Linked DNA regions of Mus musculus: region 2 is linked to region 1. A link is a contact called in public HiChIP or PLAC-seq data. All regions are on one chromosome and are shown on one strand. Each heading gives the region's core, a stretch centred on a gene start, on an enhancer-like site or on the middle of the called end of the contact. The rest is flanking DNA. Distances are from core to core; before and after follow the strand shown.

Region 1 (6,541 bases), core at 1,670-4,169:
ATTTGACTTACAAAGCAGAGGGTATTGTCAGGAGTGGGGGAACTCAGCCAGTGCCACAGACAGCCTCCCCTGGAAGATTCATGACCACACCTTGAGACCGTCCTGCAACTCATTTCCACATATTTCACTGTGACTCTAAATCACCGGTAGCGACTGCTGCTGTTTCTAGTACTTATCTTTGCCTCGAAAAGAGGAAAATTCAAGATGTGCAACATGATCCTGCCACTATCTGGGAAAGAGATCAGCCCATTTGTCACAAGGACTGAAAACAATAGCTAGATGATGAACTTAGCATTAAGTGGCTCCCGTCTCAATATCTCATGCCTTTTGAAAGTGAATGAAATCGAATACACACAAGAAGTGGCTGGATGCAGCAAGAGTTAAGGTGGCTTGGATTGGGGTAACTGAATAGACCACAAACACACACACACACACACACACACACACACACACACACACAAATGTTGTTACAAAGACTCTCCAGAAAAAGGGTAAGAATCTAACCAACTGCACTTCCGTGTGTCTGCGCATGCAGGTGCCCAGGCCTGTGTGTGTGTGTGTGTGTGTGTGTGTGTGTGTGTGTGTGTGTGTGTGTGTGAAGGGCAGAGGTTGGTGTTAGGCATCTTTTCTATTGTTCTCCATCTCACTTATTGAGACAGAGTCTCTCACAGAACCTGGAGCTCCAGCCGGCTCAGCCAGGCTGTCTGGGCAGTAAACCCGCAGGGTCTGCCAGTCTCCATCCCCACCAACCTCTGGAGTTGCAGATGTCTGTGTATGTCCTGGGCCGTTGTTAGGTGGATTCTGGAGATCTGAACTCAGGTACCCATGCTGGACAATGCCCAGCAAGTGGGTTCTTCTTCTTATCAAATGAATGAGCATATATTTACATAAGGAAGAGAATTCTTGACTGGGTAATTGAAGGCAGTGCTAAGAAGTTGCCTCACTTTGATTTGAATGATCTTTTTTCAATTGAGGGTCATAATGTTGCTTCATGGTGTCCCTGAGATGACTCTAGAAGGTCACTTGCCTTAAGATTCAACTAGCTGCATCGGTGCCTCCTGGGAAAAGCAGTCCCCATGCAGTCTTGGGTCCACCATACTCTTGAGTGCCTCACAGCTAGGATCTCTGGGTGATTCATAAGCACACAGAGGGTTAAAGTATGCTACTCTAAGTCATCCCCCTGCCTCTTAGCAAAACCGGACACACGGATAGGCCAGCTTCACCCGGCCAATGTCAGAGTGTTTTAGAGTAACCTTTTTGAGTCCTTGAGAGGAAAGAGGAGATAAGCTTATTTAAGGGAGTCTCATTTTGCTCACAAAGGCAACAACCTTGTCAATCCATTTGAGTATCTATTCTTAGAAGCACTGAAGATCGGGTCAGAGGAAAGGAAGCCCACAATGGATTCGGATAGCAGCCATGGACAGAGCAAGAGCTGTACAGAAGCTTAGCCCATGGAAGGGAAGAGGAGTCTTATCAGATCCAAAATTGTCTCAGCACTGTAGATGATTTACGACTCTAGGAGCTTAAAGGCTTGAGGCTCTGGCTGTACTTCATTTCCGAGTAGGAACTTTTTTATCTAGTGCTTCCCTAGGACCTGAAACGAATGCCTTGGAAATGCTACAGTGACGTGCCCAGAGGATTGGAACTTTCATTCTGTAGCCGCCCTGTGTGCTTCACGCTCACAGCAGGGCTGGGCGGGCTCTTACAGGAGACCACTCTCTGCGGGTTGATGGCAGCTCAACTTTTGAGCAGAAGCTGAAGGACTTTGGAGAGTGATTGTGTGCGTGTTCTAGAGAGCCCGCCCCCCCCCAATTTAGCTACATGGTGGAATCGCCTGCCTAGCCTGTGTCTGTCTGTCTGTCTGTCTATCTGTCTGTCCATCTGTGTCTTTGTGTACCAGGTGTTATTCCTTGGGTGACACCCACCCACTTATTTTTTGGGACAAGGTCTTTTCATTGGCCTAGAGCTTGCCAATTTTGGTTAGGTCATCAAGCCTCAGAGACCCACCCATTTCTACCTACTCCCACACCCAGCTTTTTTTTTTTTTAATTTATTATTATACATTTGTGATACACTGTAAGCTGTCTTCAGACACTCCAGAAGAGGGCATCAGATCTCATTATGGATGGTTGTGAGCCACCATGTGGTTGCTGGGATTTGACCTTCGGAAGAGCAGTCAGTGCTCTTAACCACTAAGCCATCTCTCTAATCCCCCCACCCCAGCTTTTTTAAAAACCGTGCTCTGCTCCAGGTTGTCTTACGCTTCGCTGCTGTGCCTCCCTACCCTGTCCACAACCTCTGACCTGCTTTACTTCACTATAGATTCATTTCATTTTCTAGGATGCTATAGAAATGGAACCATCTTATTGGTGTACAGGTTTGGGGGAGGTAGGGGTTACCTTACTGACCTCTTTCCATCTGTGTAATTTTTCTGAGGTTTACCCATATTACAGGTATTCAACGTATGTCCTTTTGTTGCTAATATGTCATTGTACAATGCTACAGTTGGTGTGACCGTTTGCTGCTGAAACACATTTGGAATGATTCTCCTTTGGGACAGTTATGAGTAATGTACTAAAAACCCTCATGTACAGATAAAGATGTGTTCATTTTCTAACATTTGAGTAAATGAAGTAGAAACTTAAGGGTTCTTTGGAAAGTTGTGTTGGATGGTGTTTTGCTGGGGCGAACACATGAAGGAGTGTTTTCCTGAAGTGGACACAGGCGAAAGGATGTTCTGCTAAAACAAGCATGTGAAAGGACATGTGGTGAAAGACTTTGCTAACAACACTCCTGTATTGCTCCACCTTACACTGTGTAGCTGAGCTCCTTTTGTCAGGACTCCATAGAGAGACCTGCCTCAAAAAACTGGTGGTGGTGCACTGCAGCTTTTTGCCAATTCTGCAGACTCCAGCTGATTGGCAGAGTGATGTCAGCTGAGACAGACTCCTGTGGTGAGGCAAGACTGGTGGAGGACACGGGATGTTTGGGGGGAGTATAACTAGGACTCAAAGGCCAGGGAGAGGCGCCTGCCTTGCTTATAGAGCCAGCTGTACATAGCTTCTTCTTCTTCTTGCATCTTAACTGATCTTCGCTTTCTGGCGTTCCTGTTGGTCTTGGTTCCTCCTGCTGATTCATGCTAATTCTGCTAAGGCCTGGCTGTCTCTGCTAGGTAGTGCCACCACGGCTGCTTCATGTTTGCCATCCAGACATTACTGGGACTGGACTGCTGGTATATCCATGAAGTGTTTGTGAGTGTATCAAGCTGCTGCTGCTGCTGACCTGTGCTGGTTTCCTGACGGCTCAGATGGTATTTGCTCCAAAGGACCATTTCTAAACAGGTCCACTTCCCTTGTTTCCTCTCTTTTCCACTACCTCTGTTGGGTAGCAGGCTAGAAGGGAAGTTAAAGCATGTAAGAGCCATCATTTAAAGTAAACTTTGGGGCTGGAGAGATAGCTCAGTGGTTAAGAGCACTGACTGCTCTTCCAAAGGTCCTGAGTTCAAATCCCATCAACCATCTGTAATGAGATCTGGTGCCCTCTTCTGGTGTGTCTAAATACAGCTACAGTGTACTTACATACAATAATAAATGAATCTTTTTTTAAAAAGGTAGACTTTGAAAAAATTTAAGTTCCAAGTAAATATGAAGATGTGGCAATGATAAGTATATTTACTTTTATTTGTTTGTTTGTTTGTGACAGGATTTTTCTCTGTATATCCCTGACTGGTCTGGAACTAGCTCTGTAGATTAGGCTAGACTCCAACTCAGAAATCTGCCTGCCTCTGCCTCCCAAGTGCTAGGATTAAAAGTGCCCACCATCACTGCCCAGCCATAAGTTTATTTTTATTTTTTTAGAGAAACTGCCAAACTGTTTTTCAAAGTAGTTGTACCATTTCACTTGCCCAGCAAGTGTGAATGAGTTTCAGTCACTCCACGAGCCCTCTGGAAGCTGATATGCTGATATTTCTCTTACTTAAGGTTTATTTATGTATATGAGTGCTTTATTTACATGTATGCCTGAATGACAGAAGATGGCAGCAGATCCCATTACAGATGCTTGTGAGTCACCATATGGTTGCTGGGATTTGAATCAGGACCTTTGGAAGAACAAAGTGGTTCTCTTAACCACTGAGGCATCTCCTCAGCCCTAGCCACCTGTTTTAGTTAATGTTTCTATTGCTTCAATGAAGCACCATGATCAAAAAACAAACAAACAAACAAACAAACAAAGAGGAAAGGGTTTATTTGGCTTAGGCTAAACTTTGCTGTATCACTGTTCATCATCAAATAAAGTCAGTAAAGGACCTCAAACATGGAAGGAGCCTGGAGGCAGGAGCTGATGGAGAGGCCATGGAGGGCAGCTGCTTACTGACTTGCTCCCCATGGCTTGCTCAGCCTGCTTTCTTATGGAGCCCAGGACCACCAGCCTAGAGGTGTCACCACCACAATGGGCTGGGTCCTCCCCTATCAATAACTAATTAAGAAAATACCTTACAGTTGAGTTTTAAGGAAGCATTGTCTCAGTTAAGTTTCCCTCTTCAGATGACTAGTCAAGTTGACATAAGACCATCACTCTACCATGTATATAATAGTAGTAGTCATTTAAATGGCCCTAATGGCCACTTGTGCAGGTTTTAACCATTAATTTAATTTAGTTACTCAATGTAATAGTACTAAGTTTATTCAGTTCAAAGTTAGCAGGTTCAAGGAAGGCACCTGCCTTCAACCTGTAGCTCCCCCATGCACAGGCACACACAGGCACAAGCACATGCATACACCACACGAAAGAAACATTTGTCTAGGGCTGGAGAGATGGCTCAGCAGTTAAGAGCACTGACTGCTCTTCCAGAGGTCCTGAATTCAAATCCCAGCAACTACATGGTGACTCACAACCATCCGTAATGAGATCTAATGCCATCTTCTGGTGTGTCTGAAGATAGCTACAATGTACTCATATGCATAAATAAATCTTTAAAAAAAAAGAAAAAGAAACATTTGTCTAGATCTTACTTAATCTGCTTTAATAATTCAAATATGTAAGGGAATTTTCTCTAGATTGCTAAAATGTATTGGCATGTGGTTTTTCATTACGTTACATACGATACTTTTTCTATCCATTGAACTCATAATGTTCCTCTCACCCCTCTGAATTGGGATTACAGATGTCAACTACCATACCTAGCTGTTGTTCATTTTGGTTTGGTTCGTGGTGGTTGTTATTGTTGTGTTGTGTTTGTTTGTTTGTTTGTTTATCAACTTACTTTTGTTTTGCTTGTTTGGTTGGTTGGTTGGGTTGTTGTTGTTGTTTGTTTGTTTTTTGTTTTTTGAGTCAGGGTTTATCCGCGTAGCCTTGGCTGTCCTGGAACTTGCTTTGTAAGCCAGGGTGGCCACAGACTCACAGAGATCCTCCTGCCTCTGCCTCTGCCTCTGCCTCTGCCTCTGCCTCTGCCTCTGCCTCTGCCTCTGCCTCTGCCTCTGCCTCTGCCTCTGCCTCTGCCTCTGCCTCTGCCTCTGCCTCTCTGCCTCTGCCTCTCTGCCTCTGCCTCTCTGCCTCTGCCTCTCTGCCTCTGCCTCTCTGCCTCTGCCTCTCTGCCTCTGCCTCTCTGCCTCTGCCTCTCTGCCTCTGCCTCTCTGCCTCTGCCTCTCTGCCTCTGCCTCTCTGCCTCTGCCTCTGCCTCTGCCTCTGCCTCTGCCTCTGCCTCTGCCTCTGCCTCTGCCTCTGCCTCTGCCTCTGCCTCTGCCTCTGCCTCTGCCTCTGCCTCTGCCTCTGCCTCTGCCTCTGCCTCTGCCTCCTCTTCCTGAGTGCTGGGACTAAAGAAGCACACCAACTCCACCTGACTTGTTTGATTTATTTATTTTTTCTTTTTTGAGAAATGGTTTCCCGTAGCCCAGACTACACACATTGAACTCTCTATGAAGCCGAGGTTGACCTTACACTCCTAACCCTCCTGCCTCTACCTCCCAAATGCTGTGCTTACAGGTATGAGCTACCAAGCCTGGCTCTTAATTTCTAATATAGGTGTTTAATGCTAGAAATGTCTTTGTGAATTTGTATCAGATGACTCTCATAAAGTTTGATTGAGTTGCTTTTATTTATTTCTAAAACCTTTTAGATTTTTCTTTTGATTTCTTTAATCTATAGTAAACATATAATTTGGTTCCAAAATAATTGACATTATCCCTGATAACTCTGTTTGGTTTTGTTTGTTTTGTCTTCTGCTGTTGCTTTTGTTTATTTGGGGTGCTGGAGGCTTAAACCAGGACTCCACACATGCTAGGCAAACATTTAGACCACTGAGCTAATCCCCAGCCCTCAGATAGCTTTCTCTTATCAGTATTTCGTTTAATTCCACTAGAATCAGAAGAATCACATTTGATTTAACCTTAATCTTTTAAAATTGCTTAAAACCGATTTTACGACCTACAAAATGCCCTCTCTGTCTTAGAAAAGTATATTTGCTGGTGTTGTGTGGAGTGTGTCCCAATGGCAGGTCAGTCAGTAGACTGACATAGTCACTCACTATAGGACAGTGCTATCA
Region 2 (7,153 bases), core at 3,088-5,587, 100 kb after region 1:
GAATGCGATCACTGGGTAGATAAAAGAATAAAAAGTAGAGGAGACTTTCCATGTTTCTAGCTGGTTGGCTGAATAAATGGTTATATAACATGTACCAGAGTGAAGAAGAAAGGAAAAGAAACGGGATAGAGAATAAGACTAGAGAGCAAGGCTGTCTGGACCTGAGGAATTTGAGGTCACTTCAATAGAAGTGCCCTTAGGTCTTCACCTTAAGATAAACACCTAAGACTTGTATTTGGGAACAGTATTAGCATCTAGCTGATAGCTGGAGTCTGAGAATTGATGGCTTTAAATGAGAATAAAATAGGCCTAAGCTTATACCATAGAAAAGATAGGAAACCTAGCAGGTAATATAATATAGATGCAGGAAAGGAGAAATGATCCCTCAGCAAGGACCAAGAGACAAAGGCAGAGTGCGCAGAGTGCCTGGGGATGGGCAAAGGAGTAAGGAGGGTGCTGAGAACACTGGTGGTAGGTGGGTTGGTTCTCATGGAGAAAAGCCTATTCACAGGCTTAGAGAAGGAACAAATAGTGATCTGTGCTTACAGGAAAGGGCTTGCAGCAGAGGCCCAGAAAAAGACTTTTATCTAAGAATACAGGAAAGATAATGGAAGCACAGATAAAGGTGGGTGGGTTCCATATCTGTATATCAAAACCACTGCGGACTGAGCTGGTGTGCTGGCACAGATCTGTAACCCCAGTACTCTGGAGACAAAGGCAGGTGGATTTCAGTGAATTCGAGGCCAGCCTGGTCTACAGAGCAAGTTTCTGGACAGCCAGGACTACACAGAGAGAAGCCCTGCCTTGAAAAAGAAAAGAAACAACTGCAAACTGAAAATACTGGAAGTGTGTGTTTGTCTGTGTGTGTATGCGCGTACGTGTACACGGCTGGCGTTGAGACTCGGAAAATAATATCCTCAAGTATTTTGTCATAAAGGACATTCGAGGGGCCTCACAACCAACATCTCTCTAACTTTCTCCTACCATCTTTTTTTGCTCCTCATATAAGAATATGAATTCAAGAAATAAGATTTTCAAGGTGAGTCATGGCAATCAAACCCTTGTCATAGTTAAGCTCCAGTTGTCCGTTTGACAGACTTGAGGAAAGGGAATTGCCCTTCAGATTGGCTTGTATATTTTCACTTTCTTAATGGCTAAGAGATGATGGAGGGTTCAACCTACTGTGGGTAGCAACATCCCTAGGTAGATGGGTGTGAGCTGTATAGGAAAGTTAGCTGAGCAAGCCAGGGGAAGCATATGCAGTTCTTGCCTTGGTTTCCCTTTAATAATGGACAGTAACTTGTGAGCTGAGGAAAAAAACAGCCTTTCTCTCCCCTGCACCCCCACAAAAAAGGGAAAACTAGGACTAATCCCCTTTCTCCAAAGCAGCCCATAATGCTTATAATTACCTGTAACTTTCTCCCCACCTTTCTGTATAAGATCTGACCATGGAGAAATTCTGGCCAATCTTACTTCATAGTAGATAACAAGACTCTTATTCCAAAGTGATCCCGTCATATACCTGGAAGGCAGGCAGGCAGGCAGGCAGGCAGGCAGGCAGGCAGGCCGGCCGGCCTAAGACAAAGAAGGATGGGCTTTGCTACATTCAGCTCGTACCCTTTTCATCCAATAGCATAATGACGGGGTATATTCTTCATTAAAAAAGAGTTTTCCTTGGGCCTTTGACTCTTCGGTATGAAGGTCTTCTTTCACATTAAGTTGATTAAGTAGATGTGTTATTCTTCTGCTGATCTTTCCTTAGCTGACTCTGTCTGTGGTGACAGGGAGGAAGAGACTGTTCCAGTCTCTCACGTCACTGTAGGGTATTAGCACTACACTTTTCATTTCTCATTTCTAATGAGCAGATTGCTGGGGATGAAAACATTTTAGGTTCTGGTACAAAAGCAGCTTGTGAAAATCAGGGTTTATTTGGGTTCCTGATGTGACGTTATGGTCTGTCATGGTGGGAAAGGCATGATGACAGTATCTTGAAGTAGCTGGTCACATTGCATCTACAACCAGGAAGCAGGGGGAAGTGTTGATACTCAAGTCTACTTGTTCCCTTTTATTTAATCCTGAACCCCAGCCCATGGAGTGTAAGTAGCTCCACCTACACTCAGGGAAGAAGGGTCTTCCTGTGTCAGCTCAGCTTAGAAATGCCGGCATCCAGAGGGTTTGTCTCCAGTGATGACCATGCAACTAACTGTCACAGTTCCTTTCAGCACCTTGTCCCCTTCTTCTTCCTTCTCTCGTCTTACCTCCCCTCTCTTCCTCCCTTTCCTCTGTTCCTTCTCTTCCTCTTCTCCTGTTCTCTTGCCACTGTTTCCAGCTCTCCCTCCTTTCTCCTGGGTTTCCTTCCCTCATTCCTTTCCCCTCTTCCTTCACTGCCCACTTCTCCTTTTCTTTTGATCCACAATCAGTCTAATTAGTGCTATGCCATACTCTGCCACTAGACCAGCCCTTTTCTTTGGCATCTTGAACAACTTTTAGATACAGTATTCATATACTTGAAAGAGTTTGTATAGGTCTTTCAGGAGGGATGTCCAACAAAGTAGATAGTAGATAGTTCTCAAACATAGTAACTAAGAGTAGGAGCCTAGCTTTCTGGCCCAAACTCAGATTTATTTGAGAAGAAAGAATTACCAATCTAATATAATCTATAAGTAAATTATTAGTACTCTTATCTTATCAAATTGATGTGGAGAAAAAGGTTGGTTGTGTCATACTGCAGAAGAGAAAGAAGTGGTTTTGCTAATCCTAGATAGAAAGCACTTCTTAACTTCAAGAGGCTGTCATCATGCAGTTTAAAGAACTATAGAACCAGCTGAAATTGGGAGGTTAAAGTTAACATACAACTGCTTCTGGCTCCCTGGGAATCATTATTAAGAATCTGAAGGCTTCCTAATTTGTGATGACTCAGACGCACTCCGCAGCTCACTTAAGTCTCATTAGTCTCTCCATTGCTTACCTATTGATGATCTGTACCAGTTGTTAATCAGAACAGTTGCTTTCTGAATTCTTATTGTAGAATACTCTTTTAAAGGCTCCCACTTTCCCACAAGGTTATTGGAAATAAATGTAGGTGGTTTTCCACATTCCACTTCTATCAGCTTACAGATTCATTGATCCTGTGTAGTCTCCTCTCCTTCACAGCTCTGCATGTTCCGTTTGGGTTACGGTTCATTTATTAACTATTTTTTTGTGTGTGAATGTGTTTATAGCAGTCATATTACTTGTGTTTATTTTGGGTTGGTATAGGTTTTTTGTAAATACAAAGTTTTAAAGTAACAAATTGAAGAAAATCCTCTGCCACCTTCAATACTTTTTTGTGAATCTGTTGTTTAGTTGACTTCAGAAGTGCTCACACAAAAAATACATTGTAACTCTTTCTCCCTTCCTCACTTCTTCCCCTCACCACCACTCCCCCCCCCCCTTCAGAGGTGCCTCTGTAATAACAGCCTCTCACATGAAAAAAAAACCATTATATTCATTGTCACCTGGCTTTACATGGTGTGAGACAGACTGAAATATCTCTGACTTTACGTTACTTGTCAGCATCAATGGTTTAAAATGAGTGTATACAAGCAGTCGTGAATTGTTTTATCTTATAGATTAATTGATACTACTATAGCTTGTAACATTTTAAAATAATTTTGAAAATGACTTAATTATGTTTATTAGTGAAATGGTTATATCATATATAGTCTAAATATTTAGGTTTTAAAATTAATGAAAAGTGATTATTCTTTATGCTCCAAGTGGGTTTCATTTTAAACAAAAGCAAAAGGAAGAAGGAAGTGTGACCTGCCACTGCACGCACAGTGTTTATTTTTATTTCCTACCCAAAAAAATGATCACTTTTGTACTTCTGAAGTGGTATTTATAGAAATGGTACTGTGTTGCAGTTTCAGAAGAAGGAGAACTTGGGTTTGGATTTGAAGCTGTGGATGAGGAGCAGCTGAAGCACCCAAGCCTCCAACCAGCCTCAAGCCAGCGCATGGCTGTGGCAATCACGTCTGTTAGCTGTCTCTGTGGCCTGAGGCAGTTCTGTTTCCTGTTTGCTTGCTCTCCTTCAGCTTCTTTGTGTCACTTTATCAATGAGCAGAAAACTTTTAGCTCAGAGAGCAAAGGGACAGGAGAGGGACTGTCTTAAGCATGTTTTACTTGTGTCAGCCTAGATGGGCTTTGTGATAGGCCATCTGGATGGAGAGGATTTCCTCAGAATGTCAAGTATGTCGTGAGATTTTGAGCTGGGGTTTTCTTGCAGTGTCCGGAAAGGCAGCAGGAAACAGGCAGAAATGCTAAGAGCGGAAGACAGCTTGCCAGTGGCTTCAGTGTGTGATTCCTGTATGTAGAAGAGTCCTGTCTGTCACACTTGACTTGCTTGAACAAAAGAGGCTGGAGGTGGGGACTAATCAAGATCCTGTTCTTCCCTGCACTCTTAAGTGTGCCCGAAAAGAATGGCATAAGTGTTGGCCTAAGTGCTCTGAGTACTTAAAACTGCTCACTTTATAACAAGTGTGTGCTACACGGTTTTCTTCTCCTAAGAAGCATACTCTTCTTAGATATTAATTAGATATTAATCCTTTCTCAAGAATAATATATTACATAAGTTAGTTATGTAATGTACTATTATCCTTGAGAAAAGAATAGAAAGCACTAGCTTTTCGTGGACAGCAATTTAAAATAGTGCCTCCTAAAAAATCAGATTGTATATTTCATCCTCAGTCAGGTCCAACCAAAGCCCTCATGGAAACAGAATTATCTGCACATATTTTAAATTTTGTATTGGATTAATGATAGAATAGTTACTATTTTTTTGAAACTAGGTACCATCCTTGGATTACAGTAGTAAAATGACCTTTTTTCATGTTTTTTTTTTAATTAAGATATTTATTTGTTTTATGTATGTATGCTCTATCTGCAATTATACCTATGTGCCAGAAGACGGGGCATCAGATCCCATTGTAATTGGTTGCAAGCCACCGCATGATTGCTGGGAATTGAACTCGGGGACCTCTGGAAGAGCAACCAATGCTCCTAACTGCTGAGTCATCTCTCCATCCCCCTTTTTCATTTTCTTAAACACAATTTTTTGTGTTATATGCTAGATGACTTTTAGTGACAATAGCTTACAAGGGAAAAGCAGTCTTTTTTAAAGTAGATAAGTGTGTCTCAGTGTTCTGTTGCTGTGAACCATGGCCAAAACAACTCTTCTGAAAGAAAGCTTGGAATGAGGGGCTTCCGTACTGTCTCAGAGGTTTAGTCAATTATGCTCATGGTGGGGAGTGTGATAGCATGCAGGCAGGTGCTGGAAAAGAAGCTGAGAGCACCTGGTCCTCCAGCAAGGCCACACCTCCTAAGTAGTGTCACCCCATGGTAACTAAGTATTCAAATATATGAGCCTGTGGGGACCATCCTTATTTAAACCACCCAAAGTATTATTTCACTTTCAAAATCAGAAAGGAGTCTTGCTTTTGTTATCATTGTATTGTTAAACAGAGGTAATGAATATTACTGATTACTACAAATTTAAAATACCTGAGTTTTAAAATATTATTTAGTTAAAAACTCTTCTTCTAGAAGATTTTTACTTCGGAAATAAGATATTCAGATTAGTAAGAAACATTAAACCCTGCCCGAGTGTGTCTATATGTGCATTTGTGTTTCCAGCATAGACCTTTTCCTTTGGTTTGTTGTTTTGTTTTTAAATTTGTTTATTTTATGTGTATGAGTACACTGTGGCTGTCTTAAGACACACCTGAAGATCTTATTACAGATGAGCCACCATGAGGTTTCTGGGAATTGAACTCAGGACCTCTGGAAGAGCAACCAGTGCTGTATGTGTGTGTGTGTGTGTGTGGTGTGTGTGTGTGTGTGTGTGTGTGTGTGTGTGTGTGTGTGTGTGTGTGCGCGCGCGCGCGCACGCTTTCCTTACAGTTATTTCCTGGAATTAATCTTAGCTATTGCAGAATGCAAATTGGCATTGACTCTTTGATATAGAGTTACATCATTTCTGACTCTCTGCAGACGTATTTAATGACAACCCAGTCCGGTTAATAGTCAAACAATAAAGGTAAGTTGCTGGGTGATGAAGAAGTGCCTCTGCCAGTAGGGAAAAAACAAACTTCTGTATCTCTTTCTCCTTTTTTCCCCCTGTTCCACTAACTGGCAAATTAGTTATAGATTTTGTTGTGTCTTTAAGAGGAGGTATTTGAAGGCCTTGGAGTACTTTGTAATGATTCCATACCTCTCGTTACTGGTAATATGCATTGAATATCATATTTATAAGTTTACAGAAGGATTTTCACTTAATTGAACAAAAAAGTCCATAACATAATTTTACTTTACTCTTTGGGGTCCCTCCAAGCCTCATGCCAGCAGAGGAAGGATTCTCTGTGCAAGAAGGAGACCCTGGTCAGCGCTCCTCAGTAGCTGGTGCTAGTTCAAACTTCCAGTCTTGACACTAGACAGTTAATCTTAGACATATTTAAGTACAGTACAGTACAGTTTGGGAGAAAAGTTTCCTGGTAACAATGATCTCAACCCCACGTTCACAAAAAAACTTAAAGTGTAAAACTCTTTTGTCAAGCACATTTGACTTGTAGAGTGAAGATGGGTTCTGTAAGGGCCTGGGATCTGGTGTGCTGTCTGACTGAGACAGCTTAGAGGAGAGCAGGCTATCACGTGACATTCCCTACTAAGGGTGGTGTATTGTCTAAGAAACAGCGCTTAAGATAAAGCTCTGGGGAGGGAGAGTCTGGGATAAACGTACTAATCTGGGATCCCTGAGCTATCTATTCCCAGCCTCCTGGGTGGAAGGCATGCCTATGTATCCTCCTGTTGAAGAGACCAGCCGTGTGCTCAACAGCCCTGGTTTCTCTAGTCCTTATCTGTGAGCAGGAGGACCTCAAAAGTACTCTTTACAAAACTTTTTTGTGTGTGTGGCAGGGTGGTGCTTGCACACTCCTTTAATCCCAGCACTTGGGTGACAGAGGCAGGTGGATCTTTGTGAGTTTGAGGCTAGCCTGATCTACAGAGTTCCTGGATAGTCAAGGCTACATAGAGAGAAACCATCTCCTAAAACCACAAACAAAAAATTACTTTGCTTACATTTTTTTTATAGGAAATTCATCTGAAAATTCTCTGAAAT

What was found. HiChIP or PLAC-seq counts read pairs in DNA pulled down with a chosen protein or histone mark.
Region 2: a contact with region 1 is called in an H3K27ac HiChIP or PLAC-seq map of microglia, with 3 times the contacts expected there. The contact joins two enhancer-like sites. A contact is called at or near these places in 1 of 39 promoter capture datasets (liver), 7 of 484 Hi-C or Micro-C datasets (B cells, CD8 T cells, embryonic stem cells and 4 more) and 4 of 115 datasets of contacts at active chromatin or transcription factors (the HPC-7 cell line, bone marrow-derived macrophages, microglia and 1 more).

What each region holds. Positions count from the first base shown.
Region 1 is chr17:83,294,517-83,301,057 of GRCm38.p6, forward strand. No RefSeq gene overlaps it. Among named protein-coding and RNA genes, the nearest start is that of Gm24240, 28 kb to the left of the region's middle. Within about 2 kb of position 2,920, at least 12 of the 459 cell types and tissues checked have an H3K27ac peak or open chromatin away from gene starts, as enhancers often do. A contact at or near this core is called in microglia, where this site is marked.
Region 2 is chr17:83,393,609-83,400,761 of GRCm38.p6, forward strand. The region is part of intron 1 of Eml4 (echinoderm microtubule associated protein like 4); the gene reads left to right. Among named protein-coding and RNA genes, the nearest start is that of Eml4, 46 kb to the left of the region's middle. Within about 2 kb of position 4,338, at least 147 of the 459 cell types and tissues checked have an H3K27ac peak or open chromatin away from gene starts, as enhancers often do. A contact at or near this core is called in microglia, where this site is marked.